Regions from separate parts of the Sus scrofa genome. Here region 2 is linked to region 1. Evidence: chromatin contacts called from public Hi-C data. All regions are on one chromosome and are shown on one strand. The core of a region is the stretch at or near the end of the contact, and the rest is flanking DNA. Distances in the headings are between cores, read along the strand shown. Region 1 overlaps LOC102164222 (a long non-coding RNA gene). Region 2 has its middle 140 kb from the start of TEAD1.

Region 1 (4,418 bases), core at 606-3,105:
AAAAGAAAGGCAAATACATTTAAAAATTACTGGGAAAAAGGTTATGGAATAAAAATAAATGGAAAAAAACTCACAGTAATATATATATATATATATATATGGTATCATCTTATTTTTAAAGTAATGTACATAGAAAAGACTGAAAAGAACAAGCTAAAATGACACTGAATGATACATACAATAAAGTTTTTTCCTTATTTCTTTTTTTCCCATATTTTTCTATAATGACTATATGTATTTATGGAGTCCCATCATGGCTCAGTGGAAATAAATCTGACTAGTATCCATGAGGATGTAGGTTCAATCCCTGGCTTCGCTCAGTGAGTTAAGGATCTGGTATTGCCATGAGCTGTGGTGTAGTTTGCAGACACGGTTCGGATCTCGTGTTTCTGTGGCTGTGGTGTAGGCCAGCAGCTGCAGCTCTGATTCAACCCCTAGCCTGGGAACCTCCATATGCCACAGGTGAGGCCCAAAAAACAAACAAACAAACAAACAAAAAAACTGTATATATTCTTTCTGTAATCAGAACAAAAATAGATAACTTATCTCTGATTAATGAGATTAAGGGAAGTTATTTTCTTCTTTATTCTTTTTGTTATTTGTCCATAATAGTTTTGTATTATTTTAAATATCGGGGGAAAAGATTTTAAAATTTTATTCCAGGACCCTGGACCAGAGTTTCCAAAGCTCTGAGGCTCTGTGCTTGGGGCTCCTGAGCAGTGTCCTGCAAAGTGTCTGCCCCTGGACACTCTCTGGCCAGGTTGGCCTTGGCCCTCAGTGACTGTTGCCAGTCCAGGAGAGCAGGGGAGAGAGCGCTCCTTTTCTCAGTGCTGGCTACCCAACCAATGACTCCTCTGTTCAAACAGCCACCTTTGATGTTGCACAGGGACCACGGGAGTGAGGAGAACTGGAATGGGGAGAGTTGGGAAGAGCCAGAAAGACAAAGGCCAAGGGAGAAAGCCAGGCATAGAGCACTTCTAGGCTGGAAACATCTGGAGCACAGTGTTCTAGGCTCCCTTGCTCTCCAAGATTGTTGAGGTTTCTTAAGTAGCTCTGATGCTGGAAGTCTTTGCCTCCTCCACCTCCCCAGGATCTGCTTGTCATTCCAGATAGACCATGAGTTTCTACAGCTGTGAAATTCCTGGCATAGAAGGTAGCCTGCCAGAATAGCTGTTTTCCTAACAAATAGCAGCCATGTAAATGTAGTATGTTAAATTCAACAGTGTGAAAACAGAGGGAAGAAGGATAATTTCTGGGTACTAAGCTAAGACGGCTGCCATGTACTGTTGTCTATGTCGTATACTGCCACATTTTCCATTCATAAAGTAGACATTAATTTCCATATTGATTACAACAATTTTTCTGAGAGGTGGCTGTAAATCATTTAACAAAATTAGTATGACAATTTTCAGACATAAGAAGAATACTGTCTTAAGAAAGGAGTGTCCTTTTCTTGTTGGTTGTATGGATCACTGGCAGCTTTGTTAGCAAACACAGAATTTTAATTCAGTGGCCACTTCTTGCTCTTGTCCACAAACCAGCTCAATCTGCTGTGAAACTCACAAACGTGAGCATGGATGACTGGACAGTACTAAAATGATAATCTCTGATGCATACTTACAGATGCTGACAAGGAGGTAGAACCAACGGCCTTTTCAGCATCTTGAATGTGCACAGGAGAGGTTGTCTGTTCTGCCCTCGCACTTGGATTTCTGGCTTCCCCAGTATGAGAATTGCATGCCGATGTGTGGATTTCAAAGCAATTATTGAGACCTAAGGGCTCTATTAAGCAGAAATTGCTGTCTGACTCGGCAAGCTTCAGTGACTTGGTCGCTATGGTGTTTAATCCTGACTCATGGGCCCACATGCTCTCTCCCAGATTGCAGACCATAGATTCCGTGATTGACCACATCCGACTGCTCACTTCCTTGCACCGTGTATGTGTATGTGTGTGTGTGTGTGTGTGTGTGTAAGCATCCGTGCAAGCTCACTCATATGTATAATGAATGCACATTGGCTTCCCTCTAAAATTCTTATTGAAATACTGATACAAATTACTTTTGGCCACATTCACTTTCAAATTAGGAAAAACCAATTTGCTCTGCTGAAACAAACAGAGCAGAAACATGTCAGCAGTCTTGGACTGCCATATTTGGGGAGGTGTTTTAGTAATGAGGGGCCCTACCACACAAGGCCTCTTTTCTTTCTTCCCCCTCTGTTCTCCACCTGCTCAACTGAGCAGAAAGAGCTTTGGGTAGAGTGAGAAGTCACGGAAATCCCTGGGTTCCCTCTGGGCGGTTATATCTCCTTTCAGGAGATACCTGATAGTCCTTTTCTCACAAAGCTCTTCTAGGCATCACTCCCTAAGGTCCTGTCTGAGCAGCCCAGACCCACTTGCTGAATTCTGTATATATTCAGAATATCTAAGATGAATATCCTAGATTGCTGAAGATATTCAGTACTGAATATCTAAGAAGAAAGATGTACCAAACTCAGTATTTTAAAAATGAACATATTAGTCACCTTCCCCACTTACCACTACTTCTTCCATATTCCTTTGGTGTAGTGGCTATGAGAGCACCCCTAGCAGAACTCGAACTACAGGGAGGGTAATTGACCAAAGGCCCACTGTGCTCTGAAATCCATCACTGTGTTTGTGCAGAGACCATGCTTCCCTCTGGTTGGTGTCAGCCAATGAATAAGCATGGTGAGGATATGAAGGCAGACCCATTCCAGGGTGACGGGGGACAGCTCTGAAGTCCGACAGCTGACTTCTGCTCAAGGACTCCTGATAGCCTTGCAAAATCTCCCATGACAGTTTGGGATGCTGTCACCCCACCTTTCCTCCCTCACTCCTATACTTGGGTCTCCTATATTTGTGGTTTGATGGCCCTCCCAGGTTTTTATAGCTCCCTCGCTAATTTCTTAAATGAAAATCATTGCATATTCAATCCCATTTTGGCATCTTTCTCAAGGACTCAGATAACAAAAGCAATACTGCGAGTGGGGTAATAGTACATTCTGAGTCTGGGTTTGCCTTTCCTGTCTCTGGATGATGAGCAGGGGCTCACGTATGCCAGAAGACACAGCAAGGATCCTACTGAACTACAGGGCATTAATACTTTCATTAAAGACACTGTTAAGGGATTAAAAAAAAATCAAGTCTACACAATGGGAAAGGATGTTTGCAGTACATGCATCTGTTATAACTTGTATGCAGAACATACGGATTCTTGCCAGTCAATAAGAAAAAAACCAGATAACCCAATAGAAAAATAGGCAAAGGACTTGATCAGGTACTTCACTAAAGAGAATATCCACATGGCAATAAATATTTGAAAGAATATTAAATTCCACTAGTTATTTGGAAAATGTAAAATAGAGCTTCAAGTGATGCCACTAAAAATGGCTAAAATGGGACTTGCTGGTGGCTCAGTGGGTTAAGGATCTGGCATTGTCACTTCAGTGGCTTGGGTCACTGCTGTGGTGCAGATTTGATTCCTGGCCTTGGGACTGGGGACTTCCAAGTGCCACAGGCATGGCAAAAAAAAAAAAAAAAAAAAAAAGAAAAAAAAAAAAAAAAAAAAGAAAGAAATGGCTCATGCAAACACCAGACAGTACCAAGTGTTGACACATAACTAGAGCTGAGTACGTAGAACTTTCTTGCTCCACTTGTGGAAGTGTATATTAGAATAACTATTTAGGAAAACTGTTTGACAGTATCTACTAAACTATACACATACATTTCCTCTGACCAGCAATTCCATGTGTACCTAAGTTCCCAGTAGCATTGTTCGTGGTACCAAAACAAATCATAATACAAATGTACATGGAGAGAAGAATAGATAGCTAATTGTGTTTTTATGTTCAAATAATAGAATACAGCATTGAGGATGAATGAACTATTACATACACAACATGGACACTCAGAATGTTAAGTGAAAGGAACTGAACTTTAGAAAGTGTATGGAATGATTCCATTTGTCAAGTACTTAAAATCAAACTAAATTGGTCTAGATGGTTAGAAATCAGAATAGTGGTTCTCCTTGGGGGGTCAAGTAATGACTGTGGTGCTAGTAAAAGTTATATTTCATGAGCTGGTGCTAATTATACAGAAGAGTTCCTTTATCAAAATCCATCAAGCTGTGCTAGGATTTGTACAAGTTTTTGGTGTGTATGGATTTGCTTTAATAAAACTTACCAAAATAATTTATTTTTTTCTCAATATTTTCAGTATCAAAAATTTAGAAAATACGGAGTTCCCATTGTGGCGCAGTGGTAAATGACTCCAACTAGGAACCACGAGGTTGTGGGTTCAGTCCCTGGCCTCGCTCAGAGAGTTAAGGAGCCAGCGGTACTGTGAGCTGTGGTGTAGGTCGCAGATGTGGCTTGGATCCTGCATTGCTGTGGCTATGGCT
Region 2 (4,739 bases), core at 2,065-4,564, 73 kb after region 1:
ATTTGAGGAAAATGACAATGCACTGGGTTTGAGTCCCTTTCTTGGAGGTGGACAGAGACCCTGTGTGTGGAGGCGAGAGAAGGTGAGGAAGCGGGGCTTGGGCACATTGCCCCCAGGTCATTTTCTTGAGTGTGATGAGGGAAAGAGGAATGAGGATACAGATCCGCTGAAGAAGTGGGACTCCTTGATGAAATTCTTTTAACGAGCTCTCAGCTGCAGCGATGCGGGAAGTGGCCCTGGCGGTTCAACGCCTGGGCGGCTGTAGGAAGTAGCGGTACCATTCGATTTCTGTCTGCGTGGACTCGAGCAAGGACGGAGTCTGCGTGGACTCGAGCAAGGACGGAGATGTCACTGGTCCTCTGCAAAGCATCCTCTGCCAGTGGGCGCTGCAGGCATTTTTCTGAGACTTCGGATCATTTGCAGTTTGCCCCACAACTCCCACACGTTTGCCTCTTCGTGTCCCAAAGCCCTCCCTGCTGCAACGTTCCCATAGGAATGTGGATGTCTGCCAAGCGACCTCATGAGCATTCCATTCATCTCCTTGGCTGGGAGGCAGCAAGGAAGCCAACTTGGCTGATATTTAACTGTTTGGGTCCCACATTCACCCTGAAATGAATGGCCGAGCTTGTTGGAATTTTCCAACCCGCACGAGGAAAAACAGAAGATAGAAACAAAAGAGACATACCTATTTATTCGCATAATCCCATCTGCCAGGCAGTTATTATTAAAAGTAACCTAATGAAAAGCACATTCTCTGGTTCTCCTTGTTGTGAAATCATCTTCCACCAGAAAGGCATTTTCAAGTAATGAGGCTTTTGTGAGGTGTGAGCAAACACAATGTGACTATTTTATTTTTATTTTTTATTTTTTTTAGCAAACACAGCAGAGCAGAGCCATCCAAGTGAAGGTTGTTGTTGTCTTCCAAGTAACCTCAGAGGGATATTATCCTGCGATCCTGAGATGCTCAAACATGTGTAAAATTCCTTTTAGGGAATTTCTTGTGGAGTCTCGCTGTCACCGTTTTGCTTTCTGTTTGTCATTCATTCAGCATGTATTAGACACCTCCTATGGGCCAAGCATTCTGCCAGGCCCTGGGGATGGGAGTGAGGAGGGAGATATAGTTGCACTGAGTGATCGTAGGAGGCCCCCAGGGCCCGGTGGAAAAAGTTAGCTCCAGCTAGGTTTGAATCCCAGTTTTGCCTTGTGTGGGTTGTGTAACCTCAGGCATCTTTTAAAAACTCCTTGAGTCATAGTGTTCTCATTTCTAAAATAAAGATGGTAAAATCTACTTTGTAGGGCTGCTCTGAGGAGAAAAATCAGATAAAACGTGTTGCAAAGAGCCTTAATATTGAGGCTAATGCAGGTTAAGTGCTCAGCAAATGAGAACTCTGGTGATTATAATTTTTTGAATTATATAGCTAGTTCGATCACCATGTTTTGGACTAGATGCCAAAGGTACTTTCAGAAAATAATCAATCCTTTTCTTAGTGTGTGTATGGGTAATACAAAGAACAAAATGCAAAGTGTATAAGGGTTAGATGATGAAGACAAAACGTCCTCCTTCTCTTGCTCCTCTGCCACTAGTCTTCCTCCCCAGAGATAACCAGTACCGCCAGGATCTATTTCAGCTATTTCAAGACTTGTTGTTCTTTCTTACTATATCACTCCTTTTTAAAATGATTATTTGGCATTCCATGGACTGGATGCATCATAATTGATTTAGCCAGTCCTCTATCGATGAACTTTTTTTTTTTTTTTTTTTTTTTGTCTTTGTCTTTTTAGAGCCACACCTGCAGCATTTGGAAGTTCCCAGGCTAGGGGTCAAATCGGAGCTATAGCTGTCAGCCTACACCACAGCCACAACAGCTCAGACTCCAAACCGCGTCTGCAACCTATACCACAGCTCATGGCAACACCAGATCCTTTACCCACAGAGCAAGGCCAGGGATCAAACTCACGTCCTCATGGTTAATAGTCAGGTTTGTTTTTTGTTTGTTTGTTTGTTTTTTGTCTTTTTTTTTTTGGCCTTTTCTAGGGCCACTCCCTTGGCATATGGAGGTTCCCAGGCTAGGGGTCTAATTGGAGCTGTAGCTGCTGGCCTATGCCAGAGCCACAGCAACACAGGATCCGAGCTGCATCTGTGACCCACACCACAGCCCACAGCAAGGCTGGATCCTTAACCCATTGAGCAAGGCCAGGGATCGAACCCACAACCTCATGGTTCCTAGTCAGATTCGTTAACCACTGCGCCACAACGGGAACTCCAACGGGAACTCACTGGTTTGTTAACCAGTGAGCCACCATGGGAACCTTTGTTTCTGATCTTTGACTGTGACAACAATGCAGCAAAGACCATCCTTGTACTCGGCTTTGACAAATAATAATGAACTGAAGACATACACTAGGCTCTGAAGGCAGCTCTGGGCAATATTGTTGGCATAAAGTGACTGGTTGGAAGCAGATAATGCTGCTCTGATCTGATTGGATTCATTCTGGCTTGTTTTCTCAAAAAAATACCTCCCTAGCCTATTCCTGGAATAGTTGTACTACTCCCCAAATCTCCCTATTTGAAAAAGTGTAGAATCTACATAATAATATTATAAGAATGGTGACGTTTTCATCCAGACATGACTGTCTTAAAAAACCTCCAAGAGAGATAATGAACAGACTAGTCTTTCTTTGGTTGGCACCGGAGAGTCAAGGAGGCAGAGACTGCAGACAGCCACTCGAGAAGCAGCTGTTAAGAACATTCACACTCTAATTTTCTGCCACAGCTTGAAACAGTGAAATGTATTAAAATGTGCCACTTTGGTTAACATGGGTTCAATTAGACGAAGGCTGTCAATTTGGAAGGAGAGCAAATGTTCCTTGGTGGCCATCCTTGCTGCTGCCCAGGCCTGCAGAGGCTGTGTGTGGACCCGAATCAGAGAGAACCTATTTGTGAGGTTCTGGCACAACCCAGGCACAAATAAGACCTGGGGGTTCACCTTCCTGGATGAACATTATTTCTGAATCAGGAGAAAGGCTCATGTGGAAGGCAGGCCAGGGAATGGAAGTCTTTCTAAGAAGTCTCTGCTGTCTGAGGCAACGGATGCTCAAATGAGCTCCATGCAAATGAAAACCGGTCCCGAAGGCATGTAGAGCCAAAGAAAATTCTTGGTTGGGGTGGAAAAAAATGTCAGAGAAATAGTTTCTCCTTGCTTCTCAGCAGGCCCCAGCTATCACTGCAATCCAGATCTGGCCTCTGAGCAGTGCTGGCAGGTTTATCTTGGACCAGCTGCTGTGATGAAATCACAGTAATTCCAGGTTTCCCTCAAATCTAGACTGAGCCAAAGGCAATCTGGGCTTCTAGCATCCTGCTTACTTCATGGCCCTCTCTCCAGTCCCTCCTCAACTTTCAAGCTTCTGATTTTTTTTTTTTTTTTTTTTTGACTGAGATGGGGTGGTGGAGGAAACTCTTTCAGGACAGCCCAGAAATCTGGAAAATGTCTATTTCGAGTTAGTTCAAGAAACTTGTGTGGAGCACTGGTGAGTCTCTTCAGGTGGGCTTATGATGTGAGGCTGCCAAACATGGACTGTGTATCTGACAACATGCCAGGCTCTGTACCAGACCCTGTACACAAAAGATCTCCCTTAATCCATTGAGAGCACTCTGGGCTAGGAACTATTATCCCTATTTTATTTTTTATTTTTTTGTTTTTTAGGGCTTTCAGACCTGTGTTTTTTTTGCTTTTGTTTTTTTTGTTTGTTTGTTTGTTTTTGTTTTTGGTCTTTTTGGGGCTGCATCTGTGACATATGGAGGTTCCCAGGCTAGGGGTTGAATTGGAGCTACAGCTGCCAGCCTACACCACAGCCATAGCAACGCCAGATCTGAGCCACATCTGTGAGCTACACCATGGTTCACGCCAATGCCAGATCCTTAACCCACTGAGTGAGGCCGGGGATGGAACCCGCATCCTCATGGATACTAGTTGGATTTGTTCCTGCTGAGCCACAATGGGAACGCCCATCCCTATTTTATAAATGAAGAAATTGGGTCTCAGGAACATTACCTTAGAACTCACAGCCGTAAGGAGAAGTATCTGGATCTGAACCTGGCTATAGTCTGAATCTCAGGTCTCTGCTTGTTCTCACTATGTTACAGCACTGGCCATAAGCAAGAAAGCCTTATTCCTTATTTAGCTTCCAGGAAAAGAGACTGAGACAAGAAAAACTAAGGTGAACAGAAGAGGGAAAACTGACACTCAGATGAGAAAAGGTTAGAGGCAGGTAGGTAGAATGTGTCATAAAAATGACAGACACCAGGTCCACATTCACCCCAAGCCCAAACTCTGAAGACCTTGTTGGCTCTTGGAGTCCAGTGGATGCATATTAATCAAATTTACCCAGCAAGCATTTATTGAAGGAGAACTTTGAGCAACTGGCACAGAACTTGAGGTGTTCTGAGATGTTTCCCACTCCTCTTTGCCCCGGAGGGAGAGGAAAAATCTTTTTGAGCGCATCCAATATAGAAATATCTATGTACTCTAAGGGGTTCAGTTTTCAGATATGATGGCCCAGGATGCTGAGAGACCCGCAGTGGGACGCACTTGGGTTTCGGGAGCCCTGTGTGTGGAGTTTCTTAGAATTCCTTTCAAATGGGCTTCCTGGGCTAGATGGGTAGCTCATTGCCTCCTCAGATTCTGGGCTCCCAGAACGATGGCAGCAGATCTGTTTTAGGGCCCAAGGCATCCTCAACC

The links. Hi-C and Micro-C count contacts between places; a contact is called where the count stands out from the background.
Region 2: a Hi-C map of embryonic fibroblasts shows a contact between it and region 1, with 2.9 times the contacts expected there. The contact joins two enhancer-like sites. A contact is called at or near these places in 2 of 47 Hi-C or Micro-C datasets (embryonic fibroblasts and fibroblasts).

The regions. Positions count from the first base shown.
Region 1 is chr2:46,738,411-46,742,828 of Sscrofa11.1, forward strand. All of the region lies in intron 3 of LOC102164222 (a long non-coding RNA gene), which reads left to right. Among named protein-coding and RNA genes, the nearest start is that of TEAD1, 70 kb to the left of the region's middle. Within about 2 kb of position 1,856, at least 8 of the 83 cell types and tissues checked have an H3K27ac peak or open chromatin away from gene starts, as enhancers often do. A contact at or near this core is called in embryonic fibroblasts, where this site is marked.
Region 2 is chr2:46,810,112-46,814,850 of Sscrofa11.1, forward strand. No RefSeq gene overlaps it. Among named protein-coding and RNA genes, the nearest start is that of TEAD1, 140 kb to the left of the region's middle. Within about 2 kb of position 3,315, at least 11 of the 83 cell types and tissues checked have an H3K27ac peak or open chromatin away from gene starts, as enhancers often do. A contact at or near this core is called in embryonic fibroblasts, where this site is marked.